Linked DNA regions of Mus musculus: regions 2 and 3 are each linked to region 1. Evidence: chromatin contacts called from public promoter capture Hi-C data. All regions are on one chromosome and are shown on one strand. The core of a region is the stretch at or near the end of the contact, and the rest is flanking DNA. Distances in the headings are between cores, read along the strand shown. Region 1 holds the start of D230025D16Rik (RIKEN cDNA D230025D16 gene). Region 2 holds the start of Ces3b (carboxylesterase 3B). Region 3 holds the start of Ces3a (carboxylesterase 3A).

What was found. Promoter capture Hi-C pulls out the DNA fragments that hold promoters and counts their contacts.
Region 2: a contact with region 1 is called in a promoter capture Hi-C map of liver, with 3 times the contacts expected there. The contact joins the promoter of Ces3b here to the promoter of D230025D16Rik in region 1. A contact is called at or near these places in 14 of 39 promoter capture datasets (the 3T3-L1 cell line, 3T3-L1-derived adipocytes, the HPC-7 cell line and 10 more), 7 of 484 Hi-C or Micro-C datasets (the G1E-ER4 cell line, the HPC-7 cell line, cerebral cortex and 3 more), 3 of 115 datasets of contacts at active chromatin or transcription factors (embryonic forebrain and embryonic stem cells) and 2 of 9 other capture datasets (adipose tissue and pancreatic islet).
Region 3: a promoter capture Hi-C map of liver shows a contact between it and region 1, with 2.7 times the contacts expected there. The contact joins the promoter of Ces3a here to the promoter of D230025D16Rik in region 1. A contact is called at or near these places in 6 of 39 promoter capture datasets (the HPC-7 cell line, cranial neural crest, frontonasal cranial neural crest and 2 more), 3 of 15 datasets of contacts at CTCF or cohesin (the NIH/3T3 cell line, embryonic stem cells and stem cell-derived epiblast-like cells), 35 of 484 Hi-C or Micro-C datasets (the AML12 cell line, the Ba/F3 cell line, the G1E-ER4 cell line and 17 more), 8 of 115 datasets of contacts at active chromatin or transcription factors (PVALB interneurons, T-cell acute lymphoblastic leukemia, astrocytes and 3 more) and 2 of 9 other capture datasets (adipose tissue and embryonic stem cells).

What each region holds. Positions count from the first base shown.
Region 1 is chr8:105,223,765-105,227,503 of GRCm38.p6, reverse strand. It overlaps D230025D16Rik (RIKEN cDNA D230025D16 gene), which reads right to left and starts at 2,317. Exons shown (of 16, transcript NM_145604.3): 1 at 2,018-2,317. The coding sequence starts at 2,081.
Region 2 is chr8:105,082,492-105,085,931 of GRCm38.p6, reverse strand. It overlaps Ces3b (carboxylesterase 3B), which reads right to left and starts at 2,177. Exons shown (of 13, transcript NM_144511.2): 1 at 2,067-2,177; 2 at 783-987; 3 at 537-675; 4 at 243-376. The coding sequence starts at 2,157.
Region 3 is chr8:105,046,752-105,050,335 of GRCm38.p6, reverse strand. Ces3a (carboxylesterase 3A) reads right to left here and starts at 1,737. Exons shown (of 13, transcript NM_198672.1): 1 at 1,625-1,737; 2 at 259-463; 3 at 15-153. The coding sequence starts at 1,715.

The sequences.
Region 1 (3,739 bases), core at 1,068-3,567:
TCGAAAAACCAAAAACCAAACCAAAACAAAACCCAAAAAACAAACAAACAAAAAGTTCAGGTTTTAAGGGCTGCTAAAATGGCAGTGGGCAAGGGTGCTTGTTGACAAACCTGGTGACCTGAATCTGATCACTAGGATTGGCATGGAGGAGAGAACCAACTCCTGTATGCTGTCCTCTGACTTTCAAATGTGCATGATATTCCCTGATACATTTTTAAATGTATATGGGTATTGTTTGGCCTGGAATGTATCTGTGCACATGACGTGTATGTATGTAATGCCTGTGGAGGCCAGAAGTGGTTCTAGGAATCAAATCATCGTCCTCTGAAAGAGCAGCCAAGACTCCAACTACTAAACTTCCCTCCTGCATAAATAAATGTAAAAATGTACACTTTCGACTGATATTGTGGGTCACTTTGGTACTTGTCACTGGGTTTGATCTCAAGTACTACACAGACCCAGTATGGGGAGAGACACAGAGAGAAATATTTTAAGTTCAAACTCAACTTCAGTTTCACTGGGAATCTGAAACCAGTCTGGGCTAATTGTCTAAAAAACAAACAAGAGAACAAACCCTAACTTCAAAACAGGGATGAAGAAGTAGCAAGTCACCACCAAGGCTCAGGTCTGCCCCCAAGTTCAACTCTCAACCTAGGATTTTTGGCTGATATGAAGACAGTGTTTAAAAAAAAAAAAAAAAAAAAAAAAAAAACAACTATTCAAATTCTTGGTTCTTGCAAATTTGCCAAAAGCCCTGGGTAGTTAGTTATGTTAGTTATAGTTCAGTGTTCTGGAAATTTCCTGACCCCAGCTGATCTCCTGTTTGCACTAAATCAAACAAAGAGATACACAGTCTCAGTAAACCATCTGTAGCTGTGGGTCTTAACCAGTCCTGGGATGTCCAGACTAGGTAGGAGTTGTCCAGGGGAGAAAAAAATGTTAATCAGAAGTCAAACATCATTTGCTTTTCAACCACGCTCTTGATGCCTCATATGAGGTTGAATGGAACATGTTCATAGCAGATTAAATTTTGAGAAGTCTACAGGAACAGGCAGTCTAAGTTCTGAGAACCAAGAGCCCTTGATGAAACTGGCTTTTATAATGGGCAAGAAAGAGGCAGGCAGCCACCAAGCCCCAGCAATCTACCCAGCTAGGTAATTCCAATATGCTGTCTCTATAGACAGAGTCGTCTACATTCAAGGATAAGCCATAAACAAATGGAGCAGCTGACTCAGTCCAAGAGCTCCCAGTAGAGAGACAGAGGTTGAGGCCCACACAAACAAGCAGCAGGAACACCTTTTCCCAGCCCCTTCGCTTAGTGCTGCCACTAAGTAAACACACTGGAGTCACTAAATGCAAATACTCTTGTTCACATACGAAGGCCAACTCTCCCCAAGTGACCTAACTGATTTGTCTACCAAGCCAATGTGTAATTTCCACTTCACTCAATTTCAACTTTTAACTCTGGTATCTGGTATTGCGACACCACACGTTAAGAGTACATTTCAAAAGAGAAGAAAACAAGTCGAGAGTTCCTTTTAGAAAAGCAAGCTCATTCCCCCACCACCCCCATCTGATTGTGAGGCATGAGCTTAGGTTTCCCCCACTCCCCTAAAACCAGAGAGAGACAGATCAGAGACCAGAGTGTTGATTAGGTGTGCTACCTAGTTCTTAACTATTAGAGTCAGCAAAATGGGCATAATACTATCGATATTCAGACTTCAGGGAGTTGTATTAGAGATAAATTCAAAAGAGCAGGACCTTCCCACTCCACTAAGTATTTGGTGTGTACTGGCTATTACTATCATAGAGGTCCAAAGAAGGACCCTGCTGAGACATCGCTGATCCTATGACAGACGGGAGGAGCGGGATTCTAAAGCCCGGAGCCGAAAGACTAAAGGGTGAGAAAAGGCGAAGAACCGCGGGCGCAGGGGCATCTGGGGCAGGAACCAGAAGCGGAAGGGACTAGGGAGAATTAAGGGCCAGCCAACAGGATCCCAAAAGACCCCACACTCACCCAGAGTGAATTCCCATTGCTCGTTCCCCAGAGAGCGTTCAGGCACCACCTCCAGGTCCAGCATTGGGTCGGTTCGCTGGGCCGGGCGGCCTCCCTGCGGCAGCGCAGACAGGACCCGGCCTGAGGAGAGCACGCAGCTGCTGACTGGTCGCTCTCGCCAGCCCGCGGACGTCCGGCTCTCCACTCGGTTCCGGGCGGCGACGGCAGCACGAACACAACAACACACTTCACCTCCCTTCAACCTCCCGGGCAGCAGCCCCGGCAGGAGAGGCTGTAGCAACAGCAGCGCCCAGAGCAACTGCAGCAAAAGTGGCGTGCCGGGCCGTAAAGCGTGGCAAAGGCGGGGCTAAATCATGAAGGCGGGGCTTGAGGCGGAGTCGCGCACGCGCAAACTCTGGATCAGAGGCCAGACCCGCGCGGGTAGAGCTGGAGGGAAGAGCAGCTGCTTTAGAACTTAGGGGCCACATTCCAGAGGTCCTGAAACTGCACAGCGCACCATATATGCCTACGCAAGAAAAGGCACAAGGCGGGAAACATGTCACACAAAAATAAAGTCTTCCGTCTGCACACTTGTCCCACTAATCTGCACTAGGAACAAAACGGACAGGAAGGACCCAGTCCCAGAGACTCACGGCCCCGCGGACCATTATCAAGCTTGTCACGTACTGACGCTGGCTGCCACTGCCTAAATTGTTCAGAAACCTACTCTCCTTGGACCCAGTGGTCTCTGAGCAGGGTCCACCTCAGAGTCGAGGATGTATGAGTCCGTTGGCAAGGGTTAGAGCGAGAGGATTTGAGTTAGAAGGCTGAAGAGTTCCGGGCCAGGTCTCATTTCCAGAAATGCTCAACCTAGGGAATACTTTCTAAGCACAGAGGCTGCCTCCTGCAGCTCCGCCTGGAGTCACCATTGCTGCTTGCCAATGCTTTATGGTAGTGACTAAAGCTCTTAAGTGTTCTGTGCCTCCGTTTCCAGTGAGTAGAAGAGGGGCTCCTCTAGTTATTCAGCCAGAATTTTCGGCTTGCTTGCTCTAGGGCACCCTAAAATTAAAAGGCAGCTGAGGCCTCTTTTGATGACAAGACCTCACACCCTCAGTCTCATTTTATAGACGAATAAATGAGGCACAAGGAGGGTAAAGACTTTACCCAAGCTTCCTTGATCCTAGGCAGCAAAGCTCGATTCCCATTATGTTTCCTAAGGGTAGTATTTAGCAGGGAACTAAGTGACAGACTAAATACTCAAACTGGCTATAAAGAAGCCTAACAGTGGATACGTCACAAAATTTCAAGTCAGTGCTATGGGATTAAACAAAATAAAATAAAAATAGTAGAACGTCTTTGAGAAGCATTGCTGCACGCCAAAACAACTGGGTCACTGGGCTGTCTGTCCAGTGGGAAAGTGGCTGCAGAAACGCTGACGTGTGTAGCTAGCTATGTTTAGAGGCTGGGTGTGCTGATTTGTGCCTGCTTGGAATCCCAGCAGTTGGGAGTGAGGCAGTAAAGAAGTTCAAGGTTAGGCCAGCCTGGTCTACAAAGTGAGCTCAGGACAGCCAGGGCTATACAGAGAAACCCTGTCTCGAAAAACAAAAAACAAAAAACAAACAAACAAAAAAAGAAGTTCAAGGTCGGGCTGGAGAGATGGCTCAGCTGTTTAGAGAAGTCAGTGCTCTTCCAGAGGTCCTGAGTTCAATTCCCAGCAACGACATGGTGGCTCACAACCATCTG
Region 2 (3,440 bases), core at 928-3,427, 140 kb after region 1:
CTTGCTTAAGTGTTTTTGCCTCTTGGTTTTTGGAACTGGGTCTACTTAGTGCTGAGATGTACAGACATGTACAGCCACACCCAGCTTTTACATAAATGTTGGGGACCCAATTCAGGTCCTCACGTTTGTATGGTAAGCAAACATTATTGTCTGAGCCACTTCCCCAAGCCCGCTACCCTCACATTCTCATGAGAAAGCCTTCCTCAGGGCTGCAATGTTCTTTTCCAGGATGGTCATCTCACCTGAGGAAGCCAAAGATCCCAAGGCGATACTGGACAGTGACAACTACCACATCCCCGTACGCGGCCAGTGCTGATCCATCCTGAGATGTGGAGGAGCCAACCAGCAGAGAGCCTCCGTGGATCCATACCATGACCTAGAGAAATGGCTTTGAATCAGTGGCCCCAGCTTCTTGGACTCCAGCCACCCCCCTTGTAGCCCAGGGTATTATAAGAACTTCTGGAGTGTTTAGGAAACAGGGGTGTAGAAGGTCATTTGTCATAGTCGAGTTGGATGGGGTCCTCTGGACTATATACCGGCCTTTTGTCCCCTGCAGTGATCTCAGTGGGGCTGTAGATGTTGAGGGTCAGGCAGTCCTCAGAAATGGGGAAGATTTTAATCTTTTCATTGAGGCCAAATCTGCTGTTGATCATTTTCTCTACATCCTGAAGGCACCTGCAGCCAAGGGGAAATTTCAGGGCCAGCCCTCAGCTCCACATACCCTGGCATCCAGAGACTGCCACTACCCTGCACACTTGCCCACTTACTGCAGGGGTACTCACATTGGGGGATTGATGCTGGCATCTCTCACACCTTCCCAGGGCTGTGGTGGGAGTGGAGCTGAGAACCGAAGAGGTCCCACTGGTGCTTGAGCAAAGGGGATGCCCAGGAAGACATTTACCATGCGGTCTGTGTCCTTCACACCCACCTGCCGGCCTCGAACACGACCCAGGGGGGTATCCACTTCAGGCTGAATGACTTTGGGTCCTGAGACAGGGAGAGAAGGGTCATTGGGTGGTGAGTCTACAGCCTCCATGAAGGGATGGGGGAAATAATGGACTTTTAAAATGAAGGAAGACTTGCTCCTCCAGCGTCTATTTGTTGGGTTCTACTCTGAATACTCTCCACCCAGCATCAGGGCTAGGCTCTCCAGCAGGTGGATACCTTCATGATTATTATTTTGTTTTTGTTTTTGAGACAGGTTCAGCCTGGCCTTGAAAGTGCTGAATAGAGGAGACTGGCCTTTAACCCCTGATTCTCCTGCCTCTACCTGCTCAGTGTGAGGATTACAAGTGTGTGGCTAGCACGCATGACTCCTCTCTCCATGATTGTCCCTGACTTCCTCTTCCTTATTTTGTGTTCCAATCTCTAGTCTGAATCAGACTTATTCCCAGCTTGAACCTCAGTTACATGTTAAATAAGGTGTGATAGTCAGCCAGTCTGCTTAGCCTGCATTGCTTATTTTTGTCCACTTGTGAAAGCAAGAAGAAGAAGATGAAGTAGAGGAGGAGGAGAAAAGAAGGAGAAGGAGAAGGGGGAGGGGGAGGGGGAGGGGGAAGAAGAAGAAGAAGAAGAAGAAGAAGAAGAAGAAGAAGAAGAAGAAGAAGAAGAAGAAGAAGAAGAAGAAGAAGAAGAAGAAGGAGTCTCACCCAGTTTTCCACTACTTGTTCTGTCATCTGGTGGCTCCCCTGTATGGCCTCATGGGGCTATTTGTATCCCAAATTTTTCAGGGATCTGTAAGTAAGCTTCCTTTGTGACGCTCTTGTTTGATTTACTATGACTGATTAAAACAGTAAAACATAAAAGTAAGAGTGAGGATACAGCTTAGTGTTGGAGCTTGTTTCGTATGTTAAGGCCTTGAGTTCAGTCTCTAATAAATAAATAAAAAGATCATATAGATAATAATGACCCTGCCCAGTCGGGACATACCACGCCTGCACTCTTCTATTTTGGGCAGCTTCTCAGAGAAGGCTGATCACTCTTACTGCCTCACTCCAGTCCCCCCTTCCTCAGGTTTCCCACGGAGCTGGAAGCCCCACTTCACTGGTTCAGGGAGTATGTCTTACCAGTGACTGTGGTAACAAATGCCAGGAGCAGACAGGTCACCCAGACTAGGACACTGGACCCAGCTGGTATCATTGTCCTCATATTTGTCATAACGGACTGTGGACGAAGCTGTGGAAAGCTGGGAGGACTTGCCTTTTATAGTACCTCTTATCTTGTGAAAATTAACTTGGTCTGCCCGATTGGTTGGAGGCCAGCTCTGGAATTGTGTATTCTACGCTCTGCCTGTTCTCAGAGCAGGACCAGCAGAGTCTTCTGGAGAGGTCTGACTATTTAACACCCTCACCCCACCCACTACCCCCACTCCCACCACCACCACCCCTCCTCTGTGGATGATTCTACTCTTGCCTGGCATGGTGTGTCACTCTTACAACTGCAGTGGCTGAATTGCATGTCAGTCAGACTCTGAGCTTAGTGAATGGAGCGAGGGAACTGGGTTGGACAGAGTTGAGGAGGGGAATAGGGATAGGGATCAGGTTTGGGAATTGGGAAAGGGCTGGGAGTGAGAATGGAAATGGGGGCGGGCAAATCTGGGACTTGCTGGAGAACTGGGAATGGGTGAGGAGGCTCCTGGGAGTCTATGGAGATGACCCTAGCTGAGACTCTGAGCACCTGGGGATATGGAGACTGAAGTGGCCACCTCCTGTAGCCAGGCAGGACTTCCAGTGAAGGGAAGGGGATATCAACTCACCCATGAAATCTTTGAGCCACAATTTGTCTTGGCTATGAGATGTGCTGGGATAAAAATGGAGCAGAAATGGCCCAATGACTGGCCCAAGTCAAGATAAGGTCCTATTCTATGAAGGAGGACTGGGCAAGCAGAAAAGAGCAATCATTCCAAGAAAGACTGAAACCCAGAGGCAAGGAGACATCTCTAAGTCTCTAAGCCCAGCATCCACATACTCTGTAATAAGGGATGTCCCAAGACCTACTGCATTGCGGCTACATGTTAACATTTTTCATAGACTTATATATAGAGGTCTGCAACTTTACAAGCCTAGGAAGCATCTTGATGTTTCCCCGACCTTTATAAGGTCCTCAAGTAACCATTCTGGTTCCATTTAGGCATTATCCCATTGGGAGACCCCCGGAAGCAACTCTGAACCTGCAGCAAACTTCTGTCAAAATCTAACAAGCTTCCAAGACCCCTTATTTGCCTTCTGAATGCACATAGTCCTGGTACCTTATGCCCACAATGAAGGTATGCTGAGGGTGGAAGTGTGGCCTAAGCCTGCTGGATCACAACCACAGAAGCTGCTCAGTGTGTCACTAGGATGTTGGCATCTTGAGGTGATCTTGTAGAAGGAATCCCAGCCTGGTCTTTAAAACAGAGAATAGTCTTTTGACCATTATTATAGGAGGGGCATCCTTCAGGT
Region 3 (3,584 bases), core at 488-2,987, 180 kb after region 1:
TCTGGACTATATACCGGCCTTTTGTCCCCTGCAGTGATCTCAGTGGGGCTGTAGATGTTGAGGGTCAGGCAGTCCTCAGAAATGGGGAAGATTTTCATCTTTTCATTGAGGGTGAATCTGCTGTTGCTCATTCTCTCTACATCCTGAAGGCACCTGTAGCCAATGGAAATCCCAGGGCCAGCCCTCAGCTCCACATACTCTGCCATACAGCAATTTTCACCACCCTGCCCACTTTCCACCTCCTGCAGGGGTACTCACATTGGGGGATTGATGCTGGCATCTCTCACACCTTCCCAGGGCTGTGGTGGGAGTGGAGCTGAGAACCGAAGAGGTCCCAGTGGTGCTTGAGCAAAGGGGATGCCCAGGAAGACATTTACCATGCGGTCTGTGTCCTTCACACCCACCTGCCGGCCTCGAACACGACCCAGGGGGGTATCCACTTCAGGCTGAGTGACTTTGGGTCCTGAGAAAGGGAGAGAAGGGTCATTGGGTGCTGAGTTTACAGTCTCCATGAAGGGGTGGGGGAAATAATGGACTTTTAAAATGAAGGAAGACTTGCTCCTCCAGCATCTATTTGTTGGGTTCTATTCTGAATACTCTCCACCCAGCATTATGGCTAGGCTCTTCAACAAGTGGCTACCTTCATGATTCTTATTTTTTTGTTTTTTGAGACAGGTTCAGCCTGGCCTTGAAAGTGCCTGATGGAGGAGACTGTCCTTTATCCCCTGATCCTCCTGCCTCTACCTTCTCAGTGCAAGAAATACAAGTGTGTGGCTAGCAGGCTTGGCTCCTCTCTCCATGATTATCCCTGACTTCCTCTACCTTACCTTGTGTCCCAATCTCTAGTCTGAATCAGACTTGCTCCCAGCTTGAACCTCAGTTACTCACATGTTAACTAAGGTGTGGTAGTCAACCAATCTGCTTAGCCTGCATTGCTTATTCTTGCCCACTTGTGAAAGCAAGAAGAGGAGGAGGAGCAGGAGTATGGAGCAGGAGGAGGAGGATGTGGAGGAGGATGAGTAGGTCGAGGTGGATGATGACGATGAAGCCAAAGTCGAAGCCGAAGAAGAAGAAGAAGAGGAAGAGGAAGAGGAAGAGGAAGAAGCAGAAGCAGAAGCAGAAGCAGAAGCAGAAGCAGAAGCAGAAGAAGAAGAAGAAGAAGAAGAAGAAGAAGAAGAAGAAGAAGAAGAAGAAGAAGAAGAAGAAGAGAGTATTCTCTCCCCATTTCCCACTACTTGTTCAGTCATCTTGTGCCTCCCCTCTATGTCCTCATGGGGTTATTTGTATCCCCAATTTTTCAGTGATCTGTAAGTAGGCTTCATTTATGACATTCTTTTTCATTTTACCATGACTGATTAAAACATAAAGGTAAGAGTGAGGATATAGCTTAGTGTTGGAGCTTTCTTCATATGTTAAACTCCTGAGTTCAGTCTTTAAAAAAAATAGATCATTCAGATAATAATGACTCTGCCCAGTCGGGATATACCACACCTGTACTCTTCTATTTTGGGCACCTTCTCAGAGAAGGGTGTTCACTCTTACTGCCTCACTCCAGTCTCCTCCTTCCTCAGGTTTGCCACAGAGCCAGAAACCCCACTTCACTCGTTCAGGGAGTATGTCTTACCAATGACAGTGGTAGGAAATATCAGGAGCAGACAGGCCATCCAGACTCGGACACTGGACCCAGCTTGTGCCGTTGTCTCCATATTTGTCATAATGGACTGTGGACAAAGCTGTGGAAAGCTGGAGAGGACTTGCCTTTTATTGAACCTCTTATCTTGTGAAAATTAACTTGGTCTGCCCTGATTGGTTGGAGGCCAGCTCTGAAATTGTGTATTCTTATTTTTTTTGTTTTTGAGACAGGTTCAGCCTGGCCTTGAAAGTGCCTGATGGAGGAGACTGTCCTTTATCCCCTGATCCTCCTGCCTCTACTTTCTCAGTGCAAGAAATACAAGTGTGTTCTGCCTGCTCTCAGATCAGCAGTGTCTTCTGGAGAGGTCTGATGATTTAACACCCTCTCCTCACACCATCTTCCCTCCTCCATAGATAATTTTCAACTCTTGCTTGCCATGGTGCTTCACTCTTAGGACTGTAGCTGCACTGCATGTTAGATAGACTCTGAGCTTGGTTAATGAAGGGAGGAAACTGTGAGAGAGGCCGAGGAGGGGGGTGGGGAAAGGGAGCAGGTGTGTGAAGGGGTGAGGGAGAGGGCTGGGCATGAGAATGGAAATATGTTGGGGCATTCTGGGACTAGTTTGAGAACTGGGAATGGGTGAGGAGGATCCTGGGAGTCTATGGGGGTGACCCTAGCTGAGACTCTGAGCATCTGCGGATATGGAGACTGAAGTGGCCACTTCCTGTAGCCAGGCAGGATTTCTAGTGAAGGGACACAATTTGTCCCACTTATGAGATGCTCAGGAATAAAGATGGAACAGAGATGGCCCAATGACTGGCCCAAGTCAAGATAAGGTCCTATTCTCTGAAGGAGGACAGAGCAAGCAGAAAAGAGCAATCATTCCAAGAAAGACTGAAGCCCAGAAGCACGGAGACATCTCTAAGTCTCTAAGCCCAGCATCCACATATCTGTGATGAGGGATGTCCCAAGGCCTACTGCATTGCTGTTACATGTTAGCATTTTTCATAGACTTATATATTGGGGTCTGCAACTTTTCAAGCCTAGGAAGCATCTTGCTGTTTCCCCGACCTTTATAAGGTCCTCAAGTAACCATTCTGGTTCCATTTAGGCATTACCCCATTGGGAGACCCCCGGAAGCAACTCTGAACCTGCAGCAAACTTCTGTCAAAATCTAACAAGCTTCAAGACCCCTTATTTGTATTCTGAATGCACATAGTCCTGGTACCTTATGCCCACAATGAAGGTATGCTGAGGGTGGAAGTGTGGCCTAAGCCTGCTGGATCACAACCACAGAAACTGCTCAGTGTGTCACGAGGAGGTTGGGAGCTGGAGGTGAACTTGTAGAAGGAATCCCAGCCTGGTCTTTAAAATAGAGAATAGTCTTTTGACTATTATTGTAGGAGGGGCATCCTTCAGGGTTCTGAGATGTCTACCACATATTCTTCAAATTGTCCTAAACAGAATATGTATGCATGTGTATGTATTTTTTAAAAAAACTACTTATTTTTGTTTTATATGTATGTTTTGCAGTATGTTTTGTCTACATGTATGTTTGTGTACCATGTGTGTACAGTGTCCGAGTGACCAGAAAATGATATTGATCCCCTGCCACTGGAGCAAAAGAGAGTTGTGAGTTTCCACATAGTTGCTGGCAATCCAGCGAAGGTCCTTTGGAAGAGTAGCCAGTGCTCTTAACCACTGTGATTTCTTCCCAATGCTCAAATATATTTTTTGATACAAGGTCTCACAATTGGCCCAGGCTTGCCTCAAACCCATGTTCATATTCCCTTCATGTCTTGAATGTTCTACAGGCAGGCTCCTCCATGTATGAACAGAAAATTTAGAGGCACCTTTGCACAAGGTCAAATAATCAGTTAGTGTCAGTAAACAAGTGTCTTGTTTCTCACAGCTCATCCTAGCCTATATCTGCAATCCATTCATGAACACC